Linked DNA regions of Mus musculus: regions 1, 3, 4 and 5 are each linked to region 2. Evidence: chromatin contacts called from public HiCAR-type, HiChIP or PLAC-seq and promoter capture Hi-C data. All regions are on one chromosome and are shown on one strand. The core of a region is the stretch at or near the end of the contact, and the rest is flanking DNA. Distances in the headings are between cores, read along the strand shown.

The links. Promoter capture Hi-C pulls out the DNA fragments that hold promoters and counts their contacts. HiCAR-type assays count read pairs that join an accessible place to other places. HiChIP or PLAC-seq counts read pairs in DNA pulled down with a chosen protein or histone mark.
Region 1: a contact with region 2 is called in an H3K4me3 HiChIP or PLAC-seq map of embryonic stem cells, with 8 times the contacts expected there. The contact joins the enhancer-like site here to the promoter of Casp3 in region 2. A contact is called at or near these places in 4 of 39 promoter capture datasets (cranial neural crest, embryonic stem cells, hippocampal neurons and 1 more), 10 of 115 datasets of contacts at active chromatin or transcription factors (astrocytes, embryonic forebrain, embryonic hindbrain and 4 more) and 1 of 9 other capture datasets (adipose tissue).
Region 3: a contact with region 2 is called in a HiCAR-type map of astrocytes, with 2.6 times the contacts expected there. The contact joins the enhancer-like site here to the promoter of Casp3 in region 2. A contact is called at or near these places in 1 of 39 promoter capture datasets (hippocampal neurons), 3 of 115 datasets of contacts at active chromatin or transcription factors (astrocytes, forebrain and large pre-B cells) and 1 of 9 other capture datasets (liver).
Region 4: a promoter capture Hi-C map of hippocampal neurons shows a contact between it and region 2, with 7 times the contacts expected there. The contact joins the enhancer-like site here to the promoter of Casp3 in region 2. A contact is called at or near these places in 19 of 39 promoter capture datasets (the 3T3-L1 cell line, 3T3-L1-derived adipocytes, the C10 cell line and 11 more), 1 of 15 datasets of contacts at CTCF or cohesin (large pre-B cells), 17 of 115 datasets of contacts at active chromatin or transcription factors (the 230-238 cell line, T-cell acute lymphoblastic leukemia, craniofacial prominence and 8 more) and 2 of 9 other capture datasets (embryonic stem cells and liver).
Region 5: a contact with region 2 is called in an H3K27ac HiChIP or PLAC-seq map of cardiomyocytes, with 6 times the contacts expected there. The contact joins the promoter of Stox2 here to the promoter of Casp3 in region 2. A contact is called at or near these places in 4 of 39 promoter capture datasets (cranial neural crest, embryonic stem cells, hippocampal neurons and 1 more), 1 of 484 Hi-C or Micro-C datasets (cortical neurons) and 7 of 115 datasets of contacts at active chromatin or transcription factors (astrocytes, cardiomyocytes, embryonic forebrain and 3 more).

Annotation. Positions count from the first base shown.
Region 1 is chr8:47,337,744-47,340,443 of GRCm38.p6, forward strand. It overlaps a transcript of Stox2 not described here. Among named protein-coding and RNA genes, the nearest start is that of Gm39171, 16 kb to the left of the region's middle. Within about 2 kb of position 1,353, at least 12 of the 459 cell types and tissues checked have an H3K27ac peak or open chromatin away from gene starts, as enhancers often do. A contact at or near this core is called in embryonic stem cells, where this site is marked.
Region 2 is chr8:46,615,903-46,618,602 of GRCm38.p6, forward strand. Casp3 (caspase 3) reads left to right here and starts at 1,389. Exons shown (of 7, transcript NM_001284409.1): 1 at 1,389-1,599. Primpol (primase and polymerase (DNA-directed)) reads right to left here and starts at 1,325. Exons shown (of 15, transcript NM_001001184.2): 1 at 1,232-1,325.
Region 3 is chr8:47,241,348-47,244,047 of GRCm38.p6, forward strand. The region is part of intron 1 of Stox2 (storkhead box 2); the gene reads right to left. Among named protein-coding and RNA genes, the nearest start is that of Gm51570, 22 kb to the left of the region's middle. Within about 2 kb of position 1,409, at least 185 of the 459 cell types and tissues checked have an H3K27ac peak or open chromatin away from gene starts, as enhancers often do. A contact at or near this core is called in astrocytes, forebrain and hippocampal neurons, where this site is marked.
Region 4 is chr8:47,370,386-47,373,085 of GRCm38.p6, forward strand. It overlaps a transcript of Stox2 not described here. Among named protein-coding and RNA genes, the nearest start is that of Gm39171, 48 kb to the left of the region's middle. Within about 2 kb of position 1,441, at least 30 of the 459 cell types and tissues checked have an H3K27ac peak or open chromatin away from gene starts, as enhancers often do. A contact at or near this core is called in forebrain, hippocampal neurons and stem cell-derived neural progenitor cells, where this site is marked.
Region 5 is chr8:47,288,109-47,290,808 of GRCm38.p6, forward strand. It overlaps Stox2 (storkhead box 2), which reads right to left and starts at 1,294. Exons shown (of 4, transcript NM_001114311.1): 1 at 1-1,294.

The sequences.
Region 1 (2,700 bases), core at 103-2,602, 720 kb after region 2:
AGCCTGGATTCCTCATCTTCCCCACAGACCACCAAGACTCTCTGTCTCCCTCTCTCCCGCTCTCTCCTTTCCCTCTCTTTCCCTTCCTCTTTTCCTCAACTCCCCCTCCCTCCCCCCTCTCTCAAGAACTTTAAAGCTGAAGTCATTTTATACACAAGGAAGAGACAGAAAATATAAGTAACTTGTGCAAGTCCATGCATACCTTGCCACTTCTCAGTGGTCAGGATTTGGGAAGAATGAGTGTAGTAAAGATGGCGCCCAATGTAAAGATACAAAGTATCTGTGTGCACAGCCTACTTAGCCAGTCTTCAAGGCCAGGCTGCCTAGGTTTTCATACCAGGTGTATCATTCCTGTTGCTATTACAGTTTGGATATCTGCAATCTGAAAACCTGAAATGCAAACTTCTCTAAAGTCCAAAAGCTTTGAATGTATAAGCAGCAAGTAGAAAATTCCAGGCCTGACTGCACGTGACCAAACACAGGTGCTTTTGGAAGACAATGGAACAAAAGCACACCGTATAATACATATAAAACATGGGTTTGCATTTGGGTCCCGTTTCTAAGTCACCTCATTTGTATATAGACATATTTCCAAATCTGATATCTAAGATACTTCTGGTGGGAAGCATGTTTTGTTGTTTTGTTTTGTCTTGGCAAATATTTTGATTGTGTGTGTATGTGCCTGTGTGTTCATAGTTATATTTATATATTTTTTCCTACTGATACTAAAGTGATACTAATAACAGGACCTTCTTGGATGGGTTACTAAGGAAATTAGCTGAATTTTCATATGCCTGGGGTATAGAACAATTCCCGGAACATGGTGAATACTGTCAGCTCATAACTATTTTTATCAGGTAAGGAGGTGATAACATGCGGAAAATATACAGATTTTTTTAAACCCAGCAACTTTTATGTTTAGAAAAGATCTGAAAGTTTCAAAAATAAAAACTGTTAGTTTGGGAAACACTAAGAAAAAGGTTTTCATCTTGAGAGCAATTAGGAGAAACAATGACATCAAGTAATGTGACCCCTTCAGTGCCTGGTCCTACAGCGCAATACTCCTGATCTAATGAGGTCAAGGTCACCCAGTCTACACACGCCCTCTCCCGCCATCTTCCCCCTCTTCATAAATCACTTAAAATGCCTCATGAAAGCAAATATTTTAGGTCAGACACCCTGAAGCTGGGAAGGCTGAAGTGCCCCTAATTCTCACTTGGGGAAACAGGATCTTCAGGGTTCTGGAACAGGTTTGAGCAGGGGTGGGGGTGGGGCAGGATGGGGGGACAGGACATTGCTTCCTTGCTATTGATAATACAATGCCTATAGGCTCCACCTAGAGACACTGGAGAAAAAGGCCAGTGGGGGAGGGGGAGTCAACAAGCTGGCTCTTGAGCAACTAAGTTCCAGGTTTGGGGTCAGCTGATGTTTTTTACATCAGCCAGGCATCTATTGCCTGAAGTCACAGAGTGCAGAGGCCTCTAGGGATGAAGAAGAAGAGCTAACAGCAAAAGGAACTAAAGTTCTGTGGCAAGCCAGTAGCCACCACATGGTGTCTCCTAGTACCTGGGTGTTTCCTCTACATAAGTGTTTCTCAAGCTGTGTGCATCAGGGCCCCTTTGGGGATCGAATGACCCTTTCACAGGGGTCGCCTAAGAGCATCGGAAAACACAGGTATTTACATTCTGATTCGTAACAAAGGCAAAATTACAGTTATGAAGTAGTAACACAAATAATTTTATGGTTGGGAGGGGGGTCACCACATGAGGAACTGTATTAAAGGATTGCAGCGTTAGGAAGGTTGAGAATCACTGCTCTCTATCGACCTGTGTCTGCTGGGAACAGTCCGATCAGAGGATCCAAGAAGGATCTCAGGTAATGGCTCATGTCACTCCCTCCTGGCTTTTCCTAAAGCATAAACTTCAACCGCATCCTTCACTGGCTTGAACGTTAATGGCCCCTGAGCGGCTCAGCAGCAAAAGTCCTGACCACCAAACAAATTCCTCTCTTGTCTCTGCTCTGATTCCCCCAAGAAGTTTGTCTTGCCTTCAAGCCTCTGTCACACACTGCTTCTTTCTTCAGCTTACAACATCCTTTATTTCATCCCCCTCTTCCAAACGCTAACTTCCATCTTCTTCCTGCCCCGCCCCGCCCAGCCCCGCCCCCTCCATCACTCTTCTCTTTGGGGAGCTTTTCTTTACAACCTTTTGATTCCTTCTATCAGCCAGCCTGCAGACTTCCACACTTAAATTAGCCAGCCTCCCTGTCTGGATTCTCTCAATGCCTTTGGACACTGCTAACATGGCCTTTTATTAAACTGTATAGTAATATTTATCTCCCCAAACAGGCTGTAAGTTCATTTAGGGCAGATAAGAATGCCTTTTTGTTCACAGGACCTGGTGCCCTCCGTGTGCTGAATGTGTTTGTTTGGTGCAATTCTTACAGCAATTATTCTATCGGCTTTGATAGCCTCTGTCCACTTCGAGGACTAAACGCTAGGTAAAGCCACGACCCCGTCCACCCCAGCCACTTTTCAAAAGAGAAAGAGAGAGAGAACCAATTGTCAGGCATCAATGTGAGATATACACTGTCCCCTCTCTCTTCATTCAGTGATGTTTCCACGGCGTGTGGAGCTCATCTAGGAATTACACACATTGAGGTGGTCAGGGAATACACACCTAGGTTTTAACTTTAAGTAAC
Region 2 (2,700 bases), core at 139-2,638:
CACGCCCCGCTTTTAGATCACTTCAGAAAGCCATCTTACTCCAGCTCCTGGAAAGCAGTCACATTGCTTTTCATGAATTCTTTCTCTCTTGAGGCCCAGAACGGCTTCAGGTCCCTCTGGGTCCCCATTTACAGGGCGGCTTCAGGTCCCTCTGAGTCCCCACAGTGAGGAGAAATTACAGGGCTTAGATGAAAACTATCACCTCCAGATGTTTTGCTCTAACGAACTTCTCTAGATGAAGTCAACATTAACGGCAGGAAACTGCTGAGGATACCTTATCTAAGGTATCACTTTGTTAAGAACGTTTAGCACAGGGAGGGGTCCGGGCACAAGGGGTTTCTCAATTAGACCCTTCCTTGTGAACTACAGCCTCCACGATGCACTGCGAGGGTTGAATGCATCCTACTGCTAAAGTCCAACAGAAAATGGCTGATTCTAACTTACTTTGGGAGGGATAATGATAGATCAATTTGTTTCTGGAATCTACATTTAACCACTATGGCTCTTCATGAGAGCAAACCACTTATCTTTTTCTTTCTTTTTTTTTCCCCCCCAAGACAGGGTTTCTCTGTGTAGCCCTGGCTGTCCTGGAACTCACTCTGTAGACCAGGCTGGCCTCGAACTCAGAAATCTACCTGCCTCTGCCTCCCAAGTGCTGGGATTAAAGGCGTGCACCACCACTGCCCGTCCACTTATCCTTTTAAAGCCTTTGATGGAACTGGAAAAAATAAAAAATGTATTATGGAAATGCAAGAGCTTGAATTCCACACGCAACGAACGGTAGACATCTGTGTGGCTACGTGTACGTCAGTCCCTTACATCCAACGAAGCAAAGGCGGTGAAGGCAAGAGGCTGCTCTCTGGAGTACATTTGTCCTTAAGAATATTCTGGGCCCCTGAAATTCGATGCTGATCGCTGTGCTCGTGTTTTCGTATATTATGCAAAAACAAAACAAAACAAAACCCACTTCCCAGAGTCAGAGTCTGAATGAAATAGGACGTAAACCAGTCAGAGATTTCAGTAAGGTAGTCAGGACCTCTCACTGAGGGAGCAAGAGGTGGACGGAAGTGAAGAAAGGCCTCGGTGCAATTGAGAGGAAGTAGAATTACCGAGTGCGGGGCACAGCTCTATTTTCTCCTGCCAGAGTTCTGACTGGCAGAGGCGCCTCCCTAGACGCCCATCTTGGCGCCCCCGGAATCAGGCGTGGCCGAAAGACCTCTCTAAAATTTACCTCAAGTGGCGCAAGTCGGCCGGAGGCGGCAGCTGGCGGAGCCAGAGATGGCGGGAACCAGAGCTTGAAACCCGCGCGAGGGGGCGGAGCCGGAGGGGGCGGGGCCCTAGGCTTGCCCTGGGTGGGCGGGGCCTGCGCTACGAGACGGGGCTCAGTCGGGGCTGAAACCACCAATCGCGACTGGCGTGTGCGAGATGAGGTGTTGGGGGGTGTGTGAGGGGGGATGGGGCGGGGAGGTAGAGAAGGGGCGTGGCGTGGGGCGTGACCGGCGGTAGTCTGCTGTTGCTGCTGCTGCTGCTGCAGTTGCAGTGTTGGTGCTGGTGGGATCAAAGCGCAGTGTCCTGCGGCGGGGAGCTTGGAACGGTACGGTGAGTGTCTGCTGCTCTCGCGCCTTCGAAGGCCTGTGTTGTCCCCCGGAGCTGGCGCTCTTTTGGCGGGTCTGCAGCTCCTTGGAGGAGGCGGGGGAAACGGGCAATCTGGGCGGAGGATCCTTTGTGTTGCCTCCAGGCTTGCTCAGGCAAACACTGAAGGCAGAGAAGCTGGAAACAGCGCCGGGAGCGCGATCCCGAGCTGAGAACCCAGACCCGGGAGGCCAAACCGGTGTCCCTAAACCTGGGTGAGCCGGTGCGGTGTCCCTAAACCTGGGTGAGCCGGAGCGGGTTCAGACCCCTCGAGCATGGCACACGGGCCGCGCTGAGGCTTAAAGGCGGAGTCAGGGGGGTATCTGGAGATCGCCCGGGGTACAGAGCTTCAGGGGCGGGAGGGGGTGAGGCCATAGTGTGGGGGTGAACCTGGAAGCCGAGTGGCGGGAGGTGGCGGGATCCTGGATCTGCAGGCCGAGGTGTGGACTCGGTAGCAGAGGATGGATAGGGGAAGTTCTGCCCTGGGGCCTGGAAGCTAGGCTGATGCTGACCTTGTGGCGGCTCTAAGTGACCCAGCCTCCCTCTGTTACAAGAGCATTTGATCTCCACCTTTAGTTTTCTCCAGTGCACTGTGATTTTTGGTTCTTGCGGAGAGCTGATTTTAAGCATTACTCCTTGAATACTCCAGCTCATTCCTTTGTTGGTCAAAGTCACTGTAGGAGCTTGCATTGACATCTCTTGAGCCATGCTCGGTTACTGTCCCTTCTTCGCGCTTATTAATTAGTCTGTGAAGTTCGACTTGAACAGCAGGGTCTTTACCTCATTCTCCGTTGAGTCACCCAGGAAACGTCCTTCTCAGGCACCTCTTGTGGACCCAACTTCTTCCGCCGTTAGTCCCCGAGCCTTGTAGACCTACGAGTCTGACAGATTTGTACCTGGCCCCTCTTCGGAGTCTTGTGGACTTTCTACGTGTCTGCCAGACTTGTGCCCACCTCAGGGAACTGAAGCAGCCTCCTTGCAGGTCTCTGTCTCCCGCCCAAGACCCCTCTCCAGTGCTCTCTTTAAGACACGAACAAAAACAGTTTTCTAGATGTTCATGTTTACCCT
Region 3 (2,700 bases), core at 159-2,658, 630 kb after region 2:
TAATTATTTAAAAAGCCAGTTACAACGTTCCCTCTACTTCTCTTTAGGAAGGTCTATTATTCTCAAAGACATATAAACAGAGTGAAAGTCAACCAGGCTTTCAAGTCTTTAAATGCATAGAGGGGTCAGTTTGATGCACGGCAGAACCTTCTACCCACTGCTTAACAGCTTTGAATTTCCTGAGGTGATGGTCCCGCTGGATCAACTAGGTTCTGAGACACGTCTGTGGCCTGACCTCAGATAAAGCTGGGCAACTGGCAGAGTTCACCATGCTCTGCAGGGGCAGAAATAGGCATTCCTTGTTGCTGAGGTGGTTTCATTCTGCTTATTCATTTAAAGACTTAGGCCTTTTCTAGGAACAGTTTGCAAGGTGAATACAACAAGAAGCCAATACAGCAGCAGCTGGGTCCAAATGCTGGCTCACACACGTCTCTCTGGAGCTGGGGTGAATCCAATCATCCAGTGCAGTTCCCCCCACTAGTTAGGGACACCACCGATGTAGACGCTGCCCCGACCGTCATAGGGCACCAGTTTACTACCCACAAATCTGACAAAACGTTCCCAGACTACCTGAACAGATCCTGGAGAGGATCTGAGTCACGGTGCCACAGAGAACCAGGGTCGGGGCTTAGGGGTTTGTCTCTGTCACCAGCACCCTCCGTGCTTCACAAACCACCCATCCACAGCCCTCCCTCTCTGCTGTCTGTAAACTCGGCTTCCTTTTTAGATTCGAGTTTGAACGGTCAATGCATTTATTCAGTAGATCATTCTGAAGCAGCCACGTATTCTGTTCGATAAATGGGGGGAAAAAAAACCCTGTAGGATCATTATCAGGATATAAACTGGCCAATCTCAAGGAATCAAAAACGAGCAAAACTGGCACTTTCTGCAACCCCCTCATGGCTATCATAAACACGAATCATACAAAAGACTCTAAAAAGTAATCAATGCCAAAATCGTCTCCAGATAGGAACAAGTTTGCTTACCCAACACAAATGCACTTTAAAATATCATTTATCCACCAAGAGAGATTGTCACTGATGCCAGAGATCAAATGCATGTTGACTCTATGCAGGATGAATAACATGGAGGGTTATCTCTTTTTTTTTTTTTTTTTTTTTTTTTTTTTTTGGACTACGCTTGAGATTCTATATGCCACGTCTGCACGTGTTATCTGTAATACAACGCAAGCCCATATAAGAGAACAAATGAAGGCAGCTGTAAAACTTCCTTACGGGTTACAGTCAGTAATTAAGGCAAAGAGAAAGGAGAGCGCTCTAAACTGCAGTCTTTCGGAGCCAGGAGCTCCTAATCCCCAAAGATTCCGAAGCATTACCTCATTGCAGCCTTGAGACAAGCTGAGCATTCACTCTGGGTCTTACCCAGCATCCACCGGTTCACACAAAGACAACAGAGGCGTGACCAATCACATTGTGGCTAGCAGGCACTGTTGCAAAGCCCTCTCCCAATATTACCCATTGACATGCTCGCTGGCAGCCCTGCTGAACTTGTTGTCATGGCAACACATCCCAGCTGCTCACCGAGGCTTGTTCTATTACTTTTTTTTTTCTTTTCACCGCTCACTTAGCTAATTAAAATTTTAGAACTATGTTTTGCATGTTGGACGCAAATTAAAACAATGCAGGGTCCTTCTCTTTTCTCCCTCCCCGTCCCCCCCACCCCATTTTTTTCTTCAATGAAGCTTTAAAAAATGCTGGGAAAAGCTAACTGAAGGACACTCCCATGAAGTCCCAATATAACCAATCAATGGAGAGACTGCATGTAGCTGTAGCCAGATGGAATTTGTCGCTAAACCTAATCTGCAGCAAAGCAAAACCAAACCATGAACGTCGCTAACAACACTCTTCCTGTTTTGAAATCTGTAAGCCAATTTGGCATAGATTACGTATGTTGCAATATTTGCATTGTTCTTGGTCAAAATGTTCTCTTAAATGTTGTTGTTTTAACATGATTCTGACTTAAAACAGCTTTACCCAGAATTCCACGATGCAAGCAGAGTGAGTGAGTAAATAAATAAATAAATAAATAAACAAACACAGAGAGGATTGGGGGGTGGAGGGGGCACTGCCAATATGGCAAGTGCTTAGAGAAGTTCTGGCAAAAATCGCCAGGCTGGCAACCTACTGCATGGGTTCCATTTGCCCACCAGTCTCTACCAAGGTGGCAGCCCCACCGCTGAGAACCCATGGAAAGAAATGCCAGCTTTTGTTTACCAAAGCAAAGAGAAATAAATCCAACATTCCCAACTGCTTCAAGGATGATGGCTCCTCCCTTCATCGTCTTTTCTGAAAATTCCCTCTGCGTCCTGAGCCAAACCTTTGTCACTGGGGAGGATACCAAAGGCATCTTTGAAGGTAAACATCTTAAATTTGAAGGTATCTGAGCCTGCCACCGACACAATTAGCTCTGAGCAAGCTGAACGGGCAGAGACAGCAAACATCGAAGTTCAGAAGGTGCAAGTGCTATTGCGAAGGAGGCCAGTCTGCACTGATTTGAATCAAATGAGAAAAGGGGGAGAGCAACAACAGCCTGGGAACACCGACTTGGATTCTGTTTCCTCCGTGGTTGTGCTATTCATTTTTATCAGTGTGAAATAATCCGCAATGGGCAGATTTGTAGCCCCCGAGTAACCGAGGAGGAGGTAGGGGAGAGCAGGACCCGCCCGGGGAACACGGACTG
Region 4 (2,700 bases), core at 191-2,690, 750 kb after region 2:
TCCGGGCTACACATACAAGTACAGGAAACATAGGTGAATTTCCTGTTTAGACTTGGGTCCAGTCCTCAAGATATCTCATTATGTTTATTAAAATATACCAAAGTCCAAAGACATCCAAAACTAAAACCATTTCTGGTCCCTAGCACTTGCGGTAGAGGACACTCAATACCAAGATGATGAAAACACTCACGGATCCACAGCTGTGAGGTCTCTCAGAACTGAGTAACCACGTTCCTGAGCATGTACTTGTAGTCAGACAAACCATAGCAAACTCATCGCACCGAGGAGAGTTATCTGGCCCCTGAGGTAAGCTTATCCTACTAAAATTCCCATTGCCGTTGCATCTTGTGTTTTAATCATTTTCAGTGGGAGCCTTTGAGCTGAGAGGATCCCTGACAGTTTTATAGAGTCAACGTACAGGACATGGCCACCCCACACAGTGCCCCAAATACCCCGCTTATGTAAGTCTCTGCTTGCTCTTCCTGGAGCAGCAAACGGGCCTGTGACCTGGTTCTGCCTTTCTTCGCTCGCCCCCTAGTGGGGAGACTAAGGCTGCGACAGCAGCTCGAAGAAGAGGAAAAGAGCCTGGAGAAAGGTGTCTAGGACAGGGAGACGGGGCTGGGCTGCCACAAAACCAGAAAGGACGGATACTTAAGGCAAAACATGGTATTTTCCCAAGTTATATAGAATTTTTATTTTAAATTATGCATGCATGCTCAAAAGAAATTAGCCCTTCATCCACCTGTTGGAACTAACGAGCTAGAGCTCTCAAATTTAGACTTGACTCTTAAATGAAAGAAAAATTATATATGTTATTGCATGGGACATCACTTTTCACTCAATACACCCCCACACACACTGCCTGGCAACTAACACACATACATATGTTCTCTCTCTCTCTCACACACACACACACCAAGAAAAGATGTTTGCACCCAGACTGTGTGCACAGCAAGCCTCTCTGGTGTCACTTGAAGCCAGTGTTTTACAAAAGAAACCAACAAAGAAAACCCTTAGTGTGTTGTGTGTTCAGCCAAACTATTCTGGACACAATACCAACAAAGGGTGGGAACTCTGAGCAGCCGCCCTGCCGTAACTCCTTCTGTAGACTCTGCACCTACATTGTTCTTACAAGATGAGGCCTCTTTCTCAGATGTAGCTTATAACAAACAAAACAATCCCAGCATTGCAAATGATTGCCATGAGATCACTAACAAAAGTGTGTGCCGTTATGTGGAAATCACGAGAAGCCAAGGTGAAAGGTCATGGTTCTAACTCCGAACTTCAGTTTTCCTCCATAGCCCATAGTGTAGCCTTTCATAAGGTCACAACTTTCCCAGCTACAAAAATTAGAGACTTGAAAGCTTCCCTCAGAGTTTCTACCCTGGCTTTGATTATCTTAAAAGAAAGTGTGGGCACTATGCCTTCCATTTCCTATGGTCATGGTGCCCTCTAGTGGCTTATAGGAGCTATGACATGTGTAGGTTGTGCTTTCTTTTCTTTCCTCCTTTCCTTTCCTTTCCTTTCCTTTCCTTTCCTTTCCTTTCCTTTCCTTTCCTTTCCTTTCCTTTCCTTTCCTTTCCTTTCCTTTCCTTTCCTTTTTCCTTTCCTTTCCTCTTTTCTTTTCTTTTCTTTCTTTTCTTTTTAACCTGGGAGAACGGTAGGTACAACCTTTCAGTCAATTTGTCTAACCATGGTAACCAGGCATCTGGTCAAATATCCATCTAGATGCCACTGTGTATGTTTTAGATGAGAATAACACTCAGTTGACTCTGGGAAAAGCAGATTACTCTCTCTGATTTGGATAGATGGCCATGGGAACTCAGGCAGCAGGCACCTTTCAGAATCTCCAGCCCCGATCTCCAGCTTGTCTTCCTGTCCAGTTTGGCCCGCTCTGTATGTGCCTGTGTGTCCGGGGAGGAGAAATATGTGTAGAGGGGATGTTCTTGGGGGTAGGAGACAGGGTGCATAGCACTGAGTCTACATCCTATGTCTTTGGAGAACCGTAACAGGGAAAAGGGAGTAATAAATCAAATTACCATACATAAATGTAACAAATTATACACAAATGTAACAAATTATCATACACAAATGTATCATTCCGGGCCATCGGAAAACATTTTTTTTTCTTTTTTAGTTTTTTTTCGAGACAGGGTTTCTCTGTATACCTCTGGCTGTCCTGGAACTCACTTTGTAGACCAGGCTGGCTTCAAACTCAGAAATCCGCCTGCCTCTGCCTCCCGAGTTCTGGGATTAAAGGCGTGCGTCACCACGCCCAGCTGAAAACATTTTAATAACTACAATGACCATAAAAATCATATTAAAATAAAAATGACCCAAAATTTAGTATGTAGTTTTACTCATGTAAAAGTTTTACCTAAATGTGAAAAGTGATTTTCTATTTTACTTTTAATTTTGTATGATCTGCAGGATCAAAATTTAATTTAATCTCATAATGTAAAGTAAAAGTTTTAATGAAGATATTGACAGGTGTGATGGCTCAACAAGCCTTTAGCCCTAGATCTCTGTGAATTCAAGGCCAGCCTAGTCTGCATGGGGAGTTCCAGGCTAGCCAAGGCTACACAGTAACTACTACCCTGTCTCAATCAGTTAAAACATCAAACAGGTATTTGTATTTTACTTTTTTAAAGGATTTATTTATTTATTTATTATATGTAAGTACACTGTAGCTATCTTCAG
Region 5 (2,700 bases), core at 44-2,543, 670 kb after region 2:
CTTCATCCGTCTACCGAGGCCACGACCCGGGAGGACTCTGCGCACATTTTTTCCCCCAGCCCCTCTTCTCGTCGGTGTCTACACCGCCGGCGGCAGGTCCGGCCCTCCCCACGCCCCCCCACACCCCCACGGAGAAGGCTCGGATTTTACACTCGTCCCACAATGCATTCCACTTCATTTGCAATCCGCCGGGCTTCCAGCTTCCAGATTCCTGAGGGGGAAGGCACGTTGGGAGGCTCGGCGGCCGGGAGGGGGCGGCCCGGGTGGGGGCGCCGAGACTTGCAGCGTGGAAGCAATGGGAGCGCAGACAATGGCCCGATTCAGCGCAGGAGTGCTTAGCCAACTGTGCGCCACAGCACAAAAGACCCAAACAAATGAGGAAGCCGAGGCCTCCGGGGGCCGACCCGGGATCGCACGCCCCGGCAGCTTGACCGGTGGGCGGCAGCCCCAACCGCACTAGGAGGCTTCAGCGCGAGGCGTGGGGATGACAGCGTCCGAGTCGCGTCCCCCTGGACCTCCCAGCCGCGAGGGCCGCAGTCCCCGGCGCCCGCTGTCTCTGCTTCTCTCTCGCAGTCCTCGGGAGGCAGTCTTCATTCCAGAGGCTCGAACGGGGGGCGCACGGGAGCACCGGGACCGCCGCTGCGACAACGCAGGAAGAGCCCCGTTGGGTGCTGGCGACCGCGGCGCGCCGTCAGGCTTCCTCCTTCCGAGGCTGGCGGGGGCGCGGGAGGGTGGGGGCGCGTGCCGACACGCGTGGGTCCCCCGCCGCAGGCATACTCTTACTCACGGGCCGCGGTGGCTGCGGAGCCCGGCGATCGGCCCCCGCGCGAGGCCATCGCGGCTCGGGGACTAGCGCGTTGCGCTCTGGCACCGCCGAAAGCGGGACGGCTACCCAGTGTCATGCTAATCTCGGGGCAGCGCGGAGGCTCGGCGTAGATCCCCGCAGCAAAGCCCCAGCGGCGACGGCGACGGCGGCGGCGGCGGCGGCGGCGCGGGGCCTGGGCCCTGCGGATGACACCGCGCGGATCGTTCCACGTCTTTCCGATGGTCCCTCCCCCTCGCTCCGAGGGCTAGCCTTCGTGGGAACGCGCTGATCTGCGGCGCCCGGCCTGGTCCACCTGCGCCCAGCCGGAGACGCGGGGCGCCGCGAACGCGCGGGGACGCCAGGCCCACGCCGACTGCCACGCGCCAACGGCCTGCGCCCTCTGCGATCCTGAGTGGAAGTCACTCCCCAATGGCCTGGTTGCGCTGGCGGGCCCGGGGCCTCTGCACCGCCGGGCCCTGCACAGCTGCTTATGGTCCAAGCACCAATCGCTGCAGGACAGCGGTGCGCGCGGAGGAGGGGGCGCGGGCCAGACGCGAGGTCACGCCGAGTTAAAGGCGCCCGGCCTGGCCGCCAGCCCCGCCACGCGCCGCCACTCCCATTCTTATCCACCACTCTCACCTCCCCATTTGGGTTGCCAAAAATGCGTTTTGAGCTCTAAACAAGGAGAATAAACTTGATTGCCTCTGGAGGTGATCTGTCATTTCCCGTTTGAGCTGGGTGGTTTTTTTTTTTTTTTTTCTTTCTTTCTTTCTTTTTTTTTTTTTTCCTTTTCTTTAATGCATCTGTGACAACGAGACGTTCCCAATCATTTTTAAAGGTGGCATTCCACGCTGATGGGTGACAAGATGCAGAGCCAGCAATAGGAAGCCTTCATGGAAACGTGTATTCAGCAGTCGGAGGGCCCTAAAGGGTTAAGATTCAGGAAGCTCTGGCAAGACATCCAGGAGGCAGAAAGGCAATGAGATCTAGAAGGGAGGCCATCATCCATCTCCAGTATGTGGCTTGGTAATACATAGCCAGAACAACCTCTCTGTGGATACCAAGGGGGTGGGGATAAAAAGCCACAAGTCGCATATAAAACCTATAACTACATCAAGCAATATTAATTACTAACTACAAACCTATTAGCTAAATGTTTAGCGACCTCCTTTTAGATTCAAGACAAGCCTTTAAAAGGTACCCTTTGCTAAAATGGCAAGGAACAGAAAGACGACTGGTTTAGAAGATCAATGTGTAAAGGGCCATAGAGGTGAATTTTTTGTTAATGTTTTCACGAATGGGCGTTACTGACATTCAGGTATCTCAAATCAACAAAACATCAGTTCTCAAGACACCAAAATGGTCACACAAATTTTTGCAGTAATTATGACTTAAGAGGGATTGTGATCATGTGACAACTTTGGTATTCATTCACTGAGCAGATTAAATAGGCAACATACCAAATATGGTCCCATGCAATGAATGGTCCAGCAGAAAAGAAATGCAGGAAGCTGAGTTAAAGCCAAAAGTTGTGCCACATTTTATAAAGATGCATTAACCTCTGTGAGGCATGCCAGTAGCTGGGGCCTAGAGCATGAAGAGCCCCTCAAAGAGTGAAGGGATTGGTGTCCAGGGCCATGGGAACAAGTGCGACGGTCCTGAAGTCTAAACCAGTCTTGGTTTCTGTTGGAAGAAATGCAAGAAGGCCAGTATGGCTGGAGTCAGAGCTGAACAGGAAAGCCGTGGGCGGTGAGGTCAGAGAGAGGGAGCGTAGATCATGCAGGGACTTGCTAGCCATGTTCAAAGTTTTATTTCCTACTCTTGATGGACTGGGGGCCACAGAAGAACTCAAAGCAAAAATACAGCCATAATTTTATAATTTCTATATAGAAGGA